Regions from separate parts of the Rattus norvegicus genome. Here region 1 is linked to region 2. The links are chromatin contacts, called in public Hi-C maps. All regions are on one chromosome and are shown on one strand. Each heading gives the region's core, a stretch centred on a gene start, on an enhancer-like site or on the middle of the called end of the contact. The rest is flanking DNA. Distances are from core to core; before and after follow the strand shown.

What was found. A called contact is a pair of places that touch in the nucleus more often than the background predicts.
Region 1: a contact with region 2 is called in a Hi-C map of psoas muscle, with 3 times the contacts expected there. The contact joins two enhancer-like sites.

Annotation. Positions count from the first base shown.
Region 1 is chr5:102,126,389-102,129,425 of GRCr8, reverse strand. No RefSeq gene overlaps it. Among named protein-coding and RNA genes, the nearest start is that of Trnah-gug10, 5.3 kb to the left of the region's middle. Within about 2 kb of position 1,630, at least 8 of the 93 cell types and tissues checked have an H3K27ac peak or open chromatin away from gene starts, as enhancers often do.
Region 2 is chr5:101,960,348-101,963,155 of GRCr8, reverse strand. All of the region lies in intron 2 of Nfib (nuclear factor I/B), which reads left to right. Among named protein-coding and RNA genes, the nearest start is that of Nfib, 58 kb to the left of the region's middle. Within about 2 kb of position 1,270, at least 35 of the 93 cell types and tissues checked have an H3K27ac peak or open chromatin away from gene starts, as enhancers often do.

The DNA of each region.
Region 1 (3,037 bases), core at 381-2,880, 170 kb before region 2:
CTTAGATGTGTGACCTTTGCTGGAACAGTGTGGTTGTCTTATCGGGGGTTATATTCTTGGAGAACCCTGACTTGCCAATAGCTTCTTGACTAGGGGTGGGATTTCATGCCTAACTCACCTCTCTGTGCTGGCATTCAATGTGTCTTGGACTGGCCGAGGTCTTATGTGTGACGTCACAACCTCAGCAAGTCTAAATGTGCGGCTGTCCTGATGTGTCCTTGTAGCATCCACTGCCTCTGACTCCTACACTCTTTCCGGCCCTTCTTCCTCAATGATTCCTGGGCCTTGGAGAGGGACGTGTAAGATATGATAACTAGAGGGCTGAATATCCTGCACTCTCTTATTTTCTGTGTCTTTGGCCAGTAGTTGTGACCAAATATATATTCATTTGCTCTGTAACCTAGACCTTCATGTCCCTCACATTGGCCTGTCTGTGTGGTCTGTTAAAGGTTGTTCAAACAACACGATACGGTTACCTACCAGTTAAAGATCCAGAGCTGCATACCCTCACTTCATTACCGCCAGCTGTAACCAGACATTCTTCCTCTCTTGCTTTCTGCCGTACAATGGAGCAGAGCTATTTCATTGGGGCCCATGGTTGATGCCTTGCACTGAAGAGGCTTTATAGCCCTGGATGACATTTTTGTTTCTACTTCAGTCAACTTTCAGAAACAAAGAAAATCTCCATTTATTTGTCTGACCAAGTCACACTCTGAACAACCCCGAGTAAATCAGCTACTTTTCTTTTAAAAAAAATGTAGTTTCTTGTTTTCAGCCACTCTCTATTCTCCAGTTACGAAGACTATATTTTAAACTTATTTTTCCACAATGAAAGCTCACCGATCCATAGGAAATGATTTGTTAAGACAGGATCTGACGAGCTAGAGTTCACTTTTAAGGAGCAGTGCTGAAGCAAGAAGGTTGTTTCTCAGGTGCCCCGAGGATGCCCTAAGGTGTGGCGCCCCAGGAGAAGCAGTTGGCTTTGCAAAAGGCTAGCAAACTGTTGTGCTTCAATCTCAAGGATAAGGGCAATGAGAAGTAAAGCCTGGGCCACTTCTCCCTCAGCATCTCAGCCACGGGAACCATAGTCTAAAAACCCTAACAGGGCCCCCAGTTCTTCTAAGGTGGGACTGATAATTCAGTTGCTGACAGTCTGTGGGAGATTTGGGGGTGTTGGCCTCCAGGAAGGGAAATTCCAACAGAAGCAGATTCAGAAAGCACGCGTAGAGAGACCTGGGTTAGCCCCATCTCTGCTACTTCCACTGCTTGGCTTCAGACACGACCTCTTTATGGTTTGCTCATCAGCAAACAAGGAGCAGTTTTAAAGTTAGACAAGACGAAATGTAGTTGGGAAGAATGCTCCCTCTTGCCCTCCTCCCCCTCCCAAGAAACTCTGTTCTGTGTGGTTTGTGTGGACTTCCCAGACCTCAAAAGCTGACAACCCATCGACAAAAGGCTTACCCTGGACTCAGTGACTTTGATTGGTGGCAGTTCTATGACACTCTTGTCTCTGTCGTGTAACCGCATGGCAAAAGTAGGTGCTTTTTCCAAGTCCTGGGAACGCTTGCTGAGCTGGAAGGCCCTTTTCTCATTATCCAGGATAAAAGCAGACTGCCACTAGATGGCACTGCTTGTTGTGGATCAGAGACAAGGAACTCCTTTCTGTCTGGGCAGGGAGGGGCCAATTTCACACATTACATCAAGATCTAAGAACCAAACAGACCCCACCTAGGAGCTGGGGAAATTACCTCCACAGGTTGTCTTTATCCAGAGGTGATTTTAAAGGAATATATTGTGTTTGGATGTCAATGTTCAAAGGCTCCAAGGCAGAAAATACCATTTCAAAAGAAAGTGTGATTAATGAAGCCACATAAATCCCGCCGAGCCGGAGCCATGTCAGGGATCACACCACACAAATCAGACAGCTGGGAGCCCCTCTCACATTCTCCTGTTCCCATTTCTATGTCGCTGCATCCCTTGCCTCCTCTTTTCCTCTTTGTCATTTCGTGAACACACGGATCCCCAAATCCAAACCAGGAGGAATTTTGACCAGAATTTTTGGCTGCAGCTGCCTTCAAGCTTGGGTCTAGCCATTTATGCTTTCTTCTTTCCCCAGGAATTCCAAAGACAGGCAGAGGCCGTAACAACCATAGCCTCACTAACTGCCTGCCAAACCAGAGTCAAGTCTGGATCTTTCCATAGCCCAGTCTTACTCAGAGACAAGACTGCACTAAAGAATCTACCCCCAGATTTCCTTGAGACACAGTGCTTCTGTTTCTTTGGAATCCTGCACTTCTGTCAGCTGCTACACGTGTCCCGTGCTCTCCTCGGTTTTTTCCACCTGGGTGCACAGCCTTACCTTTCTCTTTCTCGAATACCAAGTTCGCACACTTGTGCGTTATTTGCTGTGCTAGGAGCACCCTCAGGGCACTAGAGAAACGTAGTCTCCTCTGTCTAGTCTGCAGTGTCTGCTTCCAATGAATCCAGTTCCTAGAGTGATGGTAACACCAAAGTTACCACGCTATCTAAAGTAAGGAGCATGGTGCTGTCTAGTTGCTAAACATTTGAGCTCCCAGGCAGACACCTCTATTTAAACTACAAGCTGGGCACCCATCACAGGCAGATAATTTGGTCTCTTCTTGTGTCTCTTTGTCCACGTACACCATGTAACTGACAAATACACCCTACAGAGGGGACGGGTAGACAGCCCGAGCTAATAGAACAACAGCACAGAGGACAGTGTGGAGGCAAATTCTCACCTTGGTTGTTATTACCCTCATTACTAGAACTTGGATTTTAGGTTTTGAAATTATTGTGTGTGTGAATGGTGTATTCCTGGGCACTCACACCATGGCGTGGCTATGGAAGTCAGACAAGCATTTTGTGGAGTCAGTTCTCTCTTTCCACCTTTATGTGGGTTCCAGGGGTCAAACCAAGTTGTCAGGCTTGCTCAGCAAGCACCCATAGCTGTTGACCTTCTCGACGGCTTATAATTATTATAATTATCACCATTACAATATGCTAGGCACAATGGCAA
Region 2 (2,808 bases), core at 21-2,520:
GCCAGGACAAAAGATAAGCTGAATAGTCCAAGATGAGTTATCACCATCAGGAAGAGCAGACTATAGGACCTGATTAGACTGAGTGATGGTGATGACATCGGCTTTGTAGCTGTTGTGAATCTGTTTAAACTTTTTCATAAGTGTAATGAATGAAAATTAAGAAGCATTGATAAAAGAAAAAAAATTACAGCTTTCTCTCGGTGTGCTTTTCTGGAAACTCACCTTTCTTTCCTGCCTACTTTGTGCTCTGGTTTGGTTCTCTGCTCCTTCCAGAACCCCTCCCCCTCTCGGCCCTCCCTCCGTCCTCAGGTCTTTTTCTTACTTTGCAAATTTCTGACAGGTTGACTTCTTATACCAGTCTACCTGAATTGAATGCAGGCCACAGTCACTCCTGAGTGCAATCCCCTTTAGCAAGCAGGCAAAAAAAGGAAGGGCCTTTGTGGTAGAAGGAGAGAAGTGATTCCCATGTTGTCTCCTGACCTCCATGTGCACCTCTCCACACCACACATAATAATAATAAAAAAAATGACTAAAAATTAGAAGAGAAGATTGGAAATGATTGAGAGCAGCGTTGAGGTCTTTTAGATCACTGAGCCATGTGGTCAGGATGTGGATCATGGCGAGCCCCAGCCGTGCCAGCCTCTTGCACTCTCTAATGTTTTATGTTTCTCCCAGGAGAAAGATTACAAAGTAGGTCGTATTTTTTAATTCTCTGTATTGTGTGTTAGGGAGTGAAATAGTTTCTCTCACTAAGAGATAAGGCTTACTAGTTTTAAAAACCACAGTTTTCAAAACAGAGTGTATTCACCCTTGTAAATCATGTCGCAACTGAAAAAACATACTGATAAATGGAAAAGTGAACTGCTATCTTACCACCATGCAAAGAATGTGGGCGTACGTTGATGAGGGTGACTAAATCCTACAGAATTCATGTGGCTTCCCATTAATTCTCTAGTAATGCAACAGAAACAAAAGTCCAGGCCTGCTTCTGTTTGTTTTTCCTACCCAGCTGGGCATTCACAAAAGGTTGGCCCTGTGTGTTGTGCTCTCTAGCTATACCTGGTCCAGTGAGTTAGAGTAGTCCCTTGTCTCCTGGGCAGACTTTGTATGCTGGACTTGAGTCTCTGGAACAGACACATGGGGATTAGCTGAGCTCCCCCTGGAGTCCCTGGACCCTTGGATCGTGAAAAGAGTGGTAGCCTAGTGTGTCTGTGACCTCTGCTAGTGAAGTGCTGTGCAGCTCACTGACAGTACTCCCAGCAGCTTGACTGACTGGTTATTCTGGTCAGGAGAAAAATAGCACTGACATCACGTGATCCTGGCAAAGTAAACCACATTGGAACTTAGCCTTTGAATACCCAAGGGGCTGGCAGCAATCTCAGGGGTTGGCTGGGAGCCCCATTGAGTTCACTAGTAATCAGTTGACTGCTGAGCTGGACAAGCTGCCCCAGTTTTTCTGACAAGCTCTGTCTAAAAGAATGATGGGCAGTCTGCCATTAGGATTTTTTAGCGGAGTTGCTAATGATTAACTCTTTAGCTACTGTACATACATCATGTCTTTCGTTATGTGTTGGTATGCAATTAGATAAAACTTTGGAGGCAATGTTCTAATTCCTCATGCAGTTGCTGTACCAGGAATTCCTCTCTTGCACAACGTACACCCAACGGCAAGGAAAAACACTGTAGGGCCCTTTATATGCATATTTCAAAGGAATGCCAGTAGACTGGTTTTCCTTGAAGTTTCTCATTTGTTGCTTTTAAACCAAAAAATGCTATAATCTTTAATCATATTAAACGTCAGGTGCTACACCCCAGGCATACCTAGGGAATAGATATCACCTACAAGAAAACTTTGGAAAACTGGGCATTTAATATTTATTCATGATTTTATGAACCCATTCATATGCTCTCCCCCAAATCCTGTGGTAAGTATTATATCTCAGCAAAGAAGCATTTGTAACCAGTTACTATAAGTCCAGAGAAGCAGATCCTTTTGGATCGTGCAGAATTCCCAGTGGATTAATCAGCTTTTTACTAGAAAAAAGATGATTTCTTCGTAGTAACTTTTATACTTTTCTCTATGTGCTTCAAATGAAGTCCCGTTCCCAGGGTTGCACGTTTTTACATGTTGTAATTCAGCGAGCGTGGCGTGTTCACTCTTGTTTTTTTTTTTTGTTTTTGTTTTTGTTTTTTTTTTTGTAGGAAGTTTTTCTAAGACATACTTTCTTTCCAACAGAAGCTCTTACAGGTGACTGGCACCACTCTCCTGGGAGCAGGTAGACAGACTGCAGCAGGGACGGTGACTCGCCCATGGAGTTCATGAGTCAGTTTACCAAAACATCGAAAACCAAACAGTACCTAAATAATGTCGGCACTAACACAGACCCCTGGATAGTTTCTTCACTAAGCTAACACTTTTCAAGCTTATAACAATCTACTGAAGTGTCCTGGGAAAAAAACAAAAACAAAAACGCTGCCTTCAGCTTATTCTGACTTCCCTCATTTCCCTCTGTGTATTTCAGGGGCTGTTTAACCATTGAAAGGTACCAGGGTTTTGCTGGCGTTGGGTTATTTGTTAACTCTAGGTGTCAGAGATTGAAGCAAAGCAGGGAGAACTGAGGAGGGAGGTTACTCTCGGATGTGATTTAATGTCCAGTTTACCCTCGGGCACTGACTACTGTAAGGACAACGCTTTCTCTACTGTCATTGCCAGTGTCTCTCTGGCTCTCACTTTATGCTATCCCCGTGTTGCCTTCCCTGTAGGTACACCAGTCTTCTTACTGGGGACCAAGCTTCATGGTATAAACT